Regions from separate parts of the Rattus norvegicus genome. Here region 1 is linked to region 2. The links are chromatin contacts, called in public Hi-C maps. All regions are on one chromosome and are shown on one strand. Each heading gives the region's core, a stretch centred on a gene start, on an enhancer-like site or on the middle of the called end of the contact. The rest is flanking DNA. Distances are from core to core; before and after follow the strand shown. Region 1 overlaps LOC120102473 (a long non-coding RNA gene). Region 2 overlaps Kmt2e (lysine methyltransferase 2E).

Region 1 (5,886 bases), core at 984-3,483, 74 kb before region 2:
ATCTGTAAATTCAGTACCAGGGACTCCTATGCCCTCATCTGACCTTCCCTGGCATCTGGCAATACATGTGGTGCACAGTCATGCAAGTGAGCAAAACACTCATACACATAAACGAATAAAAACATTTTTCCGAAGACTTATTTATTTTTGTTTTATGTGGGTGAGTGTTTTTGCAAGCTCTTATGTCTGAGCCACATTTGTCCATTAGCAGAGGAGGCCAGAAGAGGGTGTCAGATCCCCTCAAACTGGAGTTACAGATGCCCTTTAGCCATCATGTGGGTGCTGGGATTTGAACTCACATATGTTAAAAGAACAGTCAGATCCTGTCTTTAGAAAATAAATAAATAAATAAATAAATAAATAAATAAATAAATAAATAAATAAATCACACACACACACACACACACACACACACACACACACACACACACACACACACGACAGGCAGGGCAAGGCCTATTGTTCCAAAGTTTCCGTGGGCCGTGGGCGTGCTGGTTCTGGGGTCTGATAATCAGAGGTGGAAAGGTTTCTAAAGGAGCAGAGACGTGGCCTTTGATATAGTTGCCAACAACCACATTTTCTATTCTGGGCACAGTGCCATCAAGAGCCTCAGCCACCCTCCCCCACCTTAGTGAGAAAGTTTATGCTAATGGTGGCCAGGTCTGTGAAGCCAAGGACTGGAGGGAAAGGGAGTTCTGAGCCTGGCTGGCCGGCTGCTCCCTCTGACGCACTCTGACGTACACCTTCCAGCTGTCCTCATCTTACTCCTCTCGTCTCTGTTCTCTCGTTGACCAAAGACAGCTCCTTCTCTGTTCCTTACTATTCAGGAGCTATTCAAAAATTACACTGAAAGAACTTCTGAGCCGGGCATGGTGGCACAAGGACACACCTTTGTGATCTCAGCACTTAGGAAGGGAAGACAGGAGGAACACACAAGTTCAGGGTCATCCTCAGCTGCGTGGCTGAGTTCCAGGCTAGGTAATGGGGACCCCTGTCATAAAAAAAGAAAGAGAGAGAGAGAGAGAGAGAGAGAGAGAGAGAGAGAGAGAGAGAGAGAGAGAGAGAGAGAGAACTATGCCCTGACTCCAAATTTAATTCCTCCCCACCATGAGCAAGCTGTTTCTTTTCTGAGGAACGTGAAGGAGACTAAGAGATTTTGTTATGGCGACAGGCAATGCGAGATCAGTGGCAAAGCCCCTGTAGATTACATACCATCTGGGGATAGTACCTAGAAGGGTAGACCTCTGCACTAATTTAAATGATGTTTAGCAGGAATGCAGGTGCAGGTGAGCAAAAGGTAGTTTCCATTAGTTAGAAATGGGTTTTTTTTTCACTTCCTGTTTCTAGTCTCTTTTTGCAGTGTTCCTGTATGAAACCACCGAGTTTCAGAAGCAGATGAGACTTATCAAAGGCCTGCCCCAAGCTCTGTCAACCCTGCCAGGTTAAATGATGCTGATTGTTCTCAAAGGGCGGGCATTGCTCGGCAAGCAGAAAAGCCTGCTCGAGAAACACCACTCACCGCCCTGTATCAGTCTCAATATTGAGTCTGAATGATTTCCCGATGGCGACTTGACCAAGATGGAAAAAATTTTTTCCGTCGCAACTCCCCCGGCACTGACTGGTGTTTCATCCTCTTCCGGTCCTTGTGAGACAGCAAGGGCAGACAGAGCTCCTGCAGTGTAGCGTTGAGCCTCTGCTCAGAGAACAGAAGATGGGTGGGGTGCTGTGTTGCCATGCAACCAAAGGCAACACAGCTGCTGGCCTCTGCCAGCTGGGCCAGCCCATTCAAACCGCAGGGAGTTTCAAATGGCTGTGTCCCCTAGAGACCCGGCCTAGCTCCACCAGGGGAAAAGCCGGCATTAGAATGGCTTCTACGATGACGCAGAGGAAGCCAAGAGGACGCTGTCAAGGCCTAGTCATCACTGACTCGCAGTTAGAATGCTTGGGCAGGAAAGAACTGCCAAGATCAGACAGCCTGGACAGACACACACACACACACACACACACCCCTTTCTTTTAAACTTAAAAGTTATTCTCTAAAAAAAAAGTTGCTTTTTTAAAAGCTATACAAAGTTCTTAATGTTTCTTTGCCAACAGAGTATAATGGGATTTTACAACTATAGAAAATATTACCTTTGCCTAAGAAACAGTATTTACCGGTGTGTGCACAGCTGGCTGACAAGACTGTCTACCACCCAGCACCATAACTGCTGGAATAAGCTAGCTCATGTTACAGGATTCCAAACGGGATGAGAAGGCTACAGAGACTGGCACACTCAGGTACTCAGCCTTCTGTGACTCAAAGTCACCGTATCTCAGCTTATTTTCGACAACTCACAGTAATTGCCAAGTATTGTTAGTGATAAGGAAAGTCCTTCTAGGGATGAGAAGATACTTAGCAGCACCATTCGGCCCCTTTTAATTCAGCTCTACCCAAGGAATCTCAACCTTCTGCTACCTCACGTACCTTCGCGCTCCTGTTTTAAGAGGAGCCTCCCCGCTTCCAAAGAACTGCCCCGTAGCTGTGAAACGAGGCAGAAGACAGATAAATCCCAATGCTGGTGACAGACAGCAACTTCACTTTGACAAATTGGGGTTCCAAACCTCTCAGCCTAGCTCGGGATCCTTTATCCAGTATCACCGCAAGCAGTATTGTCAGAGAGTGATTTCATCTGGTCGCACTAGGCGCTGGACCTGAGCCGGCCTGTGCCAGCATCTCCATCACTGGTTAAGTACCAACCTGTGAGTCTCCTGTACCTTCACCAGCACAAGCTTCTCCTGTTTCTCAGGTTTCTCTTCTTCTGATTTCATTTTGCTATGGAACACTCCGTCTGTTTCCTCCTTGTTAAATTGTTCTTGTGCACTTCGTCTTTCTCAGATTTCACTCATGTATACCAAATCTTCCTCTGCCCCCTCGATGGCCCCCACCTCCTCCCTTCAGAACACAGGGACACTTGGGACTACAGACCTCTCATATAATTTCTTAGTTGTTTGTTTTGTTTCCCAGGCTGGGGGACTTTGTGCGCTTCAGCTTTCTCTCCCCCTTCCTCCCTTCCTCTCTTCCTACTCCTCCTCCCCCACCCCCAGGAATTCACTCTGTACGCCAGGGGAGAGGAGTCTGGCTGACCTGATGAAGAGAGTCTGAAATGCATGCTCCCAGTTCTCACCTCAAATCACCATTAAGAAGTCGCTCCTCATTAGAGAAAGGACTGAAGGAACTGAAGGGTTTGCAATCCCATAAGAAGAACAACATCAACCAACCGGACCCCCACCCCCACCCCAAAGCTCCCAGGGACTAAATTACCATCCCAAGAGAATACAGGGATGGACCTATGGCTCCAGCTGCATATGTAGCAGAGGATGGCCTCGACGGACATCAATGGGAGAAGAGGCCCTTGGTCCTGTCAAAGCTCAATGCCCCAGGGTAGGGGATTGTCTGGGTGGGGAGGTGGGATGGAGTAGGTGGGTGAGGGAACACCCTCATAGAAGCAGGGGGAGGAGGGATGGGATAGCAGGTTTCTGGGGCGGGGGAGGCGGGAAAGGGAATAACATTTAAAATGTAAATAAAAAAAATCTAATAAAAGAAGACATATGAGAGAGAGAGAGAGAGAGAGAGAGAGAAATTGCTCCTCTTCCAGCCCAGATTCTCTTCAGCCACCAGCAACACTTCCACCTCTCTTCCTGGAATCAGTCAGAAATCCTGCGGCAGAAGTTCTTCCACACGGAAGATCTGCCAGGGGTGAGGGAGAATCTTTACAGATCCTAACAACATGCATAAAGCACAAAAATAAACACCAAGTTTATCAGTTATTGTTCCAGCTGTAGTTTATTAATCGTGCCAGAGACTTTCCTACTGCACCATTGTGACTTCTCTGACTGTATCTGCCCTTGTTAGATGTTCAACCCAGGCATGTTACTAAACTTCTTTAAGTCTAGATGTCCTCCTCCTCACAACATATATAATAGTACTTACCCTCTATTAGGGAAAATTACATGTTTTTTTTATACAGATTTGGCATGGTGCCTGGAACCCAGTAAATATTTATTGAATAGTGACTATGGTAACAAAAAGAGCTTGGGAGTTCAAAGCAGAATAAATGTAAAAGAATAAGACATAATTGATTTAGAGAGGTGTGTAAAGGAAAGGTTGATTTCTGTCCTGGTTAAGGTTACCACTGCTGTGAGGAAATACCATGACCACCTTTGGGGAGAAAAGGATGTATTACACTTCCACATTGCTGTTCACTGAAGTAAGTCAGGAAGGAAAACAAACAAGGCAGGAAACCGGAGGCAGGGACTGATGCAGAGGCCATGGAAGGGTGCTGCTTACTTGCTTGCTCACCATGACTTGCTCAGCCTGCTGTCTTATAGAACCCAGGACCACAGGGGTGGCACCATTCACAATGAATTGAACCCTCCCCACCAATCATTAATTAAGAAAATAGCATACAGGGTTACCTACAGGCAGATCTTCAGGAGGCATTTTCTCAACTGAGGCTCCCTCCTCTCTGATGATGCTAGCTTGTAGTTGACATAAACCTAGCCAGTCGTTGCTAACCCTTAGAATCAGGTGATTACCTCCTTTGGCTCTACATTCTATATAGCTGGGAGGGGGGTTGCAAGTTTGCCTTTGGGAGTGAAGCCCTATCTGAAAGTACTAAACTTTATGGACTTTTTTTTCATTACTTTCCAAGAACTGAAGAGACGCAGAGTGAAGATGGCTATATAATGAAGCTTTCACTTAAAAAAAAAAAAAAAGGAGTAACTAAGAGATGTTCGTGTGTTGACTGAAATGGCTGAGCAGGTCAGTGTCTCAGCACCACTATCAGAAAGCCAGGAGAACAGACAGTTCCGTGTGCCATAGTCACTGCTTGTAGCTCACAGCATGGCGTCTGGAACAGAGTGCACACTTCTTCCTATAAGATTTGTCGAAGTCAGTGGAGCAGGAAGCTTCCTACACCACCGTGGGGACGAGGCACTCAAGCCAATGTGGTCTCACGCTTAGGATTGAATGGTGGAAGAAATGTTGAACCAAACAAGGCATTTGTATAATCCTGATTGGTTGTCTTAGCAAGGCAAGGAGAGGAAAAGGATTGCTGGGCAGCAGGGACACAGAGAGCTATAAGTCGCCGATTTCTCACCCTCACACCATGGGTCTTCCCTGAAGAGAACAGCTGAGTTCTTCTCACCATATTTCTTATGCAAAGTAGGATAACCATAAAGTAGAAGACCGCACTGCTCTAGCAATTGGTGAACTGTAGGAAGGGCCGGCTTTAAAACAAGGATGGGCGGAGGATCCTGGGTGGTTTTTTGTTTTTTTGTTTTTTTTTTTTTCCAGAGCTGAGGACCAAACCCAGGGCCTTGCACTTGCTAGGCAAGTGCTCTACCACTGAGCTAAATCCCCAACCCGATCCTGGGAGGTTTAATTCAATTTTCTCTTTTGTGCTTGAAAGCTACGAGCACACTTTACGCAGTAGCGAGAGACTGGAAACAACACAATTGTCCATCTGTAGAAGGCAGCCATGGTGGAATATCGTGGAGCTGGAAAAGGCAAGTCACTTTACATGTTCATAAAGATCCTGAGATATATTGAGGCTCACTTTCTGACTGATTAAATATATTTTAGCTGGAACAGAAAGTATAAGAACTGAATATACTAAGAGACACCACGCGATGTTTCAACATGTCTCTAACTATCAGGTAAAGCATCCATCTTCTCAATCACATGGTAAAAACCACCCACGTCTTCTCTTCTAGTGTCCTGAGACAGTGCAAACTTATTATCTGCCAGCAGCAGGAGCCATCAGGAGGCCTCGTCCTAACTGTAACTAGTTCTCAGTGATGAAACGGTGCTCCATGGGCCAATCCCCTCCCCCGCTGAGCACA
Region 2 (5,867 bases), core at 2,422-4,921:
CCTCATTGCCAGCTTTGCCCACATCCTGCAGTAACAGTGTAATTTGATTATACACTCAAGAGTGAGTCTTCTACTTAAGCCACACTTCCTTCATAGAGCTTTAATGATGGTATTGTAGGATCATTGCTAAGATTCAACTTTTTTTCCAGTTTAGGCAGGCATGATGGTATATGCCTGTAATCTCAGTATTTAGGAAGCAGAGGCTGGAGGATTAGGAGGTCAGGGCTAGGCTTAGCTCGGTAGTGAATTCTAGCTTGTACTACATGAGATTATTGCCCACCCCCACAGAAGGAGGGGACAAGCATGGTGGGTCATTCCTGTCATCTTAATAGTCAGAGACCTAAGGCTAGAGGCTGGAGAGCTGGCTCAGTGGTTAAGAGCACTGGGTGTCCTTCCAGAGGTCCTGTGTTCAAGCCCAATATACACACGGCAGCTCACAACTGTCAGTAACTCCAGTTCCAGGGACTCTGTCCAAAACCCTCACACCTACATGCAAGCAAAATACCAGTGCACATAAAATGAAAATTATTAAAAAAGAAACCTGAAGCAAATAAGCAGTTATTATAAGAGTAAGATATATATTTAAGTAAATATAATATATTCTTAGTTTTTTAAATGTATAGATGTGTTTATAACATTAATATTAGAAAGGACTACATGAAGTAATTGTTGACATGGTAATGGAGAAAGACAATATTTTGTGTTTATAAGTACTTTTGTATTTAAATTTCTTACATAAACATGTTCTAATTTTGAAACTATGAAACAAATTTAACAGATACTAGTTTTCAGAGTGTCCTGAATGTATTGGAGATTGTAACTGACTGCATGACTCAGCAGTCTCATTCTGGACACTGGGTCTTATGACATCATCCATTGGCACTAACTTGAGCCTGTGTGAAGGTAGGCTAAGAAAGTATTAAATGTAAAAGTTGGTTTTATCCTACTGGTCTCAGGACCAATTCAGGGAAGGCTATGGGTAGGAAGTAGGATGAAGATTGGGATAAAGGCACAGAAACAGATGTGTCCTGGATTTGAAGAGGAGAGAATTGACTTTGACTGTTCTACCATTATTCTGATCAGTAGCCATTAGACAAAATTAGGCTGGGCTGAGGGATGTCGGTATGAGTGAAGTTGGGGAATGTTATATAGGTAAAATGCTAGGGCAAGGAGCTTTCAAAGCTGCAACATTGGGGGGTTGCTGCTCTCTGTACCATTAGCAGTTGGATCATCACTGTCACTTAACTCTCAATAGGCCAGACTTAAGAGCTACTCATTACAGGCAGCTGCTTGCATTTTTTCAGGTTTAAATCTGGTTCAATGTAGGCTCCCTTTTCTTTAATTTACTGACATTTCCCAGAGTCTGTTCTGCCCCAACACAGGCAACACATATTATCTTGACCATTGAAATGCATACTTAACATTCAAGCCAGAGTCTGCATAGACTCCATCCATCTTTAATTTTGCTTAAAACCATTTCTGCTACTCTGGCCACCCCTTTGCATATTTCTTAATGACACTGGGTAGATGGCATAAAGCTTCGTCTCTAGTAATTTTGAGGGTTTTTTTTTTAACCATTTTTTCACTTGTAGCCCATGCTGATCCTGAACTCTTGATTCACCGTCCTCAGCTTTCCACAGCGCTATGAATACAGCATACACACCATCATCCCCAGCACTGGACACTTTCTAAATGATAGGCAACTGTGACTGAACTTGGCATGAGGATATTTTTGACACAATCTGCATAGGATGAATCTACTCACAAGCTGTGCATGTACTGTAAATAGACATTGTATTTGTTGTAACAATATTTTAGTATAAGCACTTGACCAATTTTAATAGATTAAGTAATTAAATGAATTTAATAGTTTAAAACAGAAAAATGAATGGAATTCTAATTGATGGACCTTCTTTCCCCTAGACCAGAATCCGTAGAAGCTAGCCCTGTGGTAGTTGAGAAATCCAACAGTTATCCCCACCAGTTATATACCAGCAGCTCCCATCATTCACACAGCTACATTGGTTTGCCCTATGCGGTAAGTGTTAACTGTCTGTTCAGAAGGCCTTCTGTAAAGCTGGGAGTTGAAAGTAGACGTGTGTAGTATGTGCTTCATATTTAAAAAGCACAGCTGGTTCATATTTTCTGTGTAATTAAGTGTACAGTTTATACTTTAACCTAACTATGCTGTTAAGGGAATAAAATTCTGTGAAAGTCTTTAGTTATTTTTTTTAAGTTGTTCTATTTTGGTATATTTTTAACCTTAATGAAAAGATTATGGATAAGGTTACATTGTATGTACTATTTACTATTAATTCTAAATTATATAGTAATTAGTAAAGTATGTAGCTATTTTTTTCTAAAGGTTTATTTTATCCTTTTCTGTTTGTTTTTTGTTTTTTTGGGACAGGGTCTCTGTATAGCCCTGGAACTAGCTGTGTAGACCAGGATAACCTCAGACTCAGAGATCGGCCCGCCTTTGCCTCCGCAGAGTTGGGAGAGGCACACACTTGGCTGTTGTTAGCATTTTTAATTACAGTGTGCCTGCACGTGGGTGTGTAGCGCATCTGCTTAAGGAGGCGCTGGGGTCTCTGTAGCTGGAGTTAGTGGTCATGAGCAGCCTGGTGTGGTTCTAAGAACCTAAACTGGTTCTCTGGAAGAGCAGCATATGCTCCTTCCTAACTGTTGAGCTGTCTCTTTGGGTCCGGCTTACTGTTATGTATCACTTTATGTTGAAAAAAATATATATATATTACATATATATATTACATATATAACATATATAAAACATATATGTCTATATAATGTATAATAGCTCATTTAATCTTTAAAACAAACTCTTGAACTTTTCACCCCTGTTTTACAGCTAAGAGGATATAAAAACTTATTCCCTTAATTTCTTTTTTTTTAAAGATTTATTTATTTATTTTTTGTAAGTACACTGCACTTACATTGTATGTAAATACACTGTCACTGTCTTCAGACATACCTGACAAGGGCATCAGATCCCATTACAGATGGTTGTGAGCCACCATGTGGTTGCTGGGGTTTGAACTCAGGACCTCTGGAAGAGCAGTCAGTGCTCTTAACCACTGAGCCATCTCTCCAGCCCTTAATTTATTTCTTATTGAGGGTCCTGTATATTTTGATTCAGAGAGTTGCAGTACTGGTAGATACATTTGTGAGTACTAGAAAAGTACAGTTCTGAGAGATTATTTAGATGAGAATAAAAATTACCAGAAATGAAATCCCATATTTTATATTTTACAGTACTATTTTGTTTGCTATTTAACTACATTTGTCAGGAGGATAGGGTGTGTACTGTGATTCGTGTATAGAGGTCAAGTGGGTTCTCTTCTTCCCTCACATGGGTCCAGATACTGAACTCCGGCTGCTGGGTTCTGTGGCGAGCAAGTTTGCCTGCTGAGCCATCTCTCCAGCCCAGTCTTTGCTGTTCTTTAACTTTTCTATTCCTGGGCTTTTTACCCTTATTTCACATCATAGACTTGCTCTGTTCTTGAAAGTGAAACTGTGAACACAGGAAATGTAGTCTCTGCTGTGGTGGGGGAGAAGAAATGTCATGTGATGTGAAGAAGGTGACTTTCATCTACTAGAAAATGACATTAACTTACCCCGTGATTTAATTATTAGTCTTATGTCATTATTTTAACAGTATTAAGGAAGAAACGGACCAACTATGTTATTAAGTATTCAGATTGTATTTAACTTACCTAGTTTATGTCATTGAAATGTGTGTCTTGTGCTGTTGTCTGTTCTGTTATTTAGGACCATAATTATGGTGCTCGTCCTCCTCCAACACCTCCAGCATCCCCGCCTCCATCAGGTCTCATTAGCAAAAACGAAGTAGGCATATTCACCACTCCTCACTTTGACGAGACTTCCAGTGCTACTACAATCAGCACGTCTGAAGATGGGAGCTACGGCACTGACGTGACCCGGTGCATATGTGGCTTTACACACGATGACGGCTACATGATCTGCTGTGACAAATGCAGGTAATACTTCACACCACTAGTTCATGCTGCTTAAATGCTTTTAACCTTCGGTTATTAATTTGGAAATGCTAGTTAGGTCATTTTTTGAAGGAATGAATTACTTTTTTAGGTAGGATGTCTGCCTCCCTTATTTAAAAAAAGGTATTTTAGAGCTAGAGAGATGTCTCAGCAGTAACAAACTAGTCTTGGAAAGGACACAAATTCAACCCCTAGCACCCACATGGGGCAGCTCAAAACGATGTGTAGGTCCATCTCCAGGACACACACACACACACACACACACACACACACACACACACACACACACGAAATAAATACATTTTTTAAAAAGTAAAAGAAGTGCCTTATAGTTTATTAGAAATCCCTTAATTACATATGAATTAGCCAATAATTAGTCTTGAACTATACTATAGGATCCTAATCAGTGTTTGATCTTATTTTCTCACAAACTTTGGCTTGAACCTTACAGCACTCTGGAGTCTTCTTGAACCAAAATCAGTCTCTCCTCTCCTACCACCAAGAATGCTCAGTCTCCTTTAGAGAACGTGATTAAGACTGAAAGTGGGGGGTTGGGGATTTAGCTCAGTGGTAGAGCGCTTGCCTAGGAAGCGCAAGGCCCTGGGTTCGGTCCCCAGCTCCGAAAAAAAGAAAAAAAAAAGAGAGAAAGAGAGAGAAAGTGGGATTTCTTCCCTTCCTCCCCACTTTCTGTTCTCCCTCTCCTTCTCCCTCTGTCTGTCTGTCTGTCTGTCTGTCTCTGTCTCTCTCTCTCTGTATGAATGCAGATGGAACAATAGGATTTCAGCTTAAAGTTAATAAGTGCATTCCCTGAATAGGATGGGGAGCACCTTGTAGAAGGCAAGAAATTTTATGGCTTCCCAAAATTTCCTGGTCCTGGTCCTTAGAGCATAGCTTCATTATCTGATTTGATGTAGCATGGCTTTATAAATTCATATTCAAATGTGAATTAAACTGCAACTGAGAGCCAACTGTAAATTTTTTTGTTTGTAAATTGTTCCATAAATTGGATTAAATGATTAGCCTCTAAGTGTCATTGATAGAAATGTGTGTGTTTCAAAAAGTTTCATTTATCTCTGTCAATAAGTAGGAAATTAATTTAGAATGTGAAATTTGGTTTTCTTAAAATAGAATATTATAAATAATTTTAATAATAACATGCTGTGGTACTTTTAAAATTTAGAAATACATTCTCATTACCTGTGTTATTTAAGTAATAACTGGTAAAAAAATTTAAAAAAGTAATAACTGGTAAATTTATTGAGGAGGCAAATTTACAAAAGTAAATGACTTTGGAGATGTATTCTCTGCCTTCTATTTGAAAATATCCATTTTTATTGTAATCACATAAAAGATCTCTAAATGTGATACATTTCTATGTAGCTATATTTTTATTGAATGCATAATTAACATTTGGCTTTTTTTTTGATCTAGTTACTCAGATTAACATATAATAAATGGTTATCACTATTTGGTATTCATGCAGATAGCCCTAGGGGTTTTTGTTGCGTTGTTTTTATTTTTCATAGCTACCTACACACTCTTGAAGGCACAGTATTTGGATTTTTTTTTTTCTTTTTTCTTTTTTTCGGAGCTGGGGACTGAACCCAGGGCCTTGCGCTTGGTAGGCAAGCGCTCTACCACTAAGCTAAATCCCCAACCCCGTATTTGGATTATTTTAGGTATTTGGCTTGAAGTGACTCTCGTACTATGACTATTGTCTATTTCTGTCACCTTACCCAACCTCCACTTTTCTACTCAGCCTATTTTGTTCTCTAATCTTTATCTCTCTTCTTTTGTTTACATTGCCTCTTTTTATTTTTTCATGTTCCTATT

The links. A called contact is a pair of places that touch in the nucleus more often than the background predicts.
Region 1: a Hi-C map of liver shows a contact between it and region 2, with 2.7 times the contacts expected there. The contact joins two enhancer-like sites. A contact is called at or near these places in 7 of 12 Hi-C or Micro-C datasets (the A7r5 cell line, frontal cortex, kidney and 3 more).

Annotation. Positions count from the first base shown.
Region 1 is chr4:12,661,723-12,667,608 of GRCr8, reverse strand. It overlaps LOC120102473 (a long non-coding RNA gene), which reads right to left. Exons shown (of 2, transcript XR_005504116.2): 2 at 1-5,886. Among named protein-coding and RNA genes, the nearest start is that of Kmt2e, 45 kb to the right of the region's middle. Within about 2 kb of position 2,233, at least 78 of the 93 cell types and tissues checked have an H3K27ac peak or open chromatin away from gene starts, as enhancers often do.
Region 2 is chr4:12,589,480-12,595,346 of GRCr8, reverse strand. Kmt2e (lysine methyltransferase 2E) reads left to right here. Exons shown (of 26, transcript NM_001100851.2): 3 at 1,924-2,038; 4 at 3,787-4,016. Among named protein-coding and RNA genes, the nearest start is that of Kmt2e, 27 kb to the left of the region's middle. Within about 2 kb of position 3,671, at least 4 of the 93 cell types and tissues checked have an H3K27ac peak or open chromatin away from gene starts, as enhancers often do.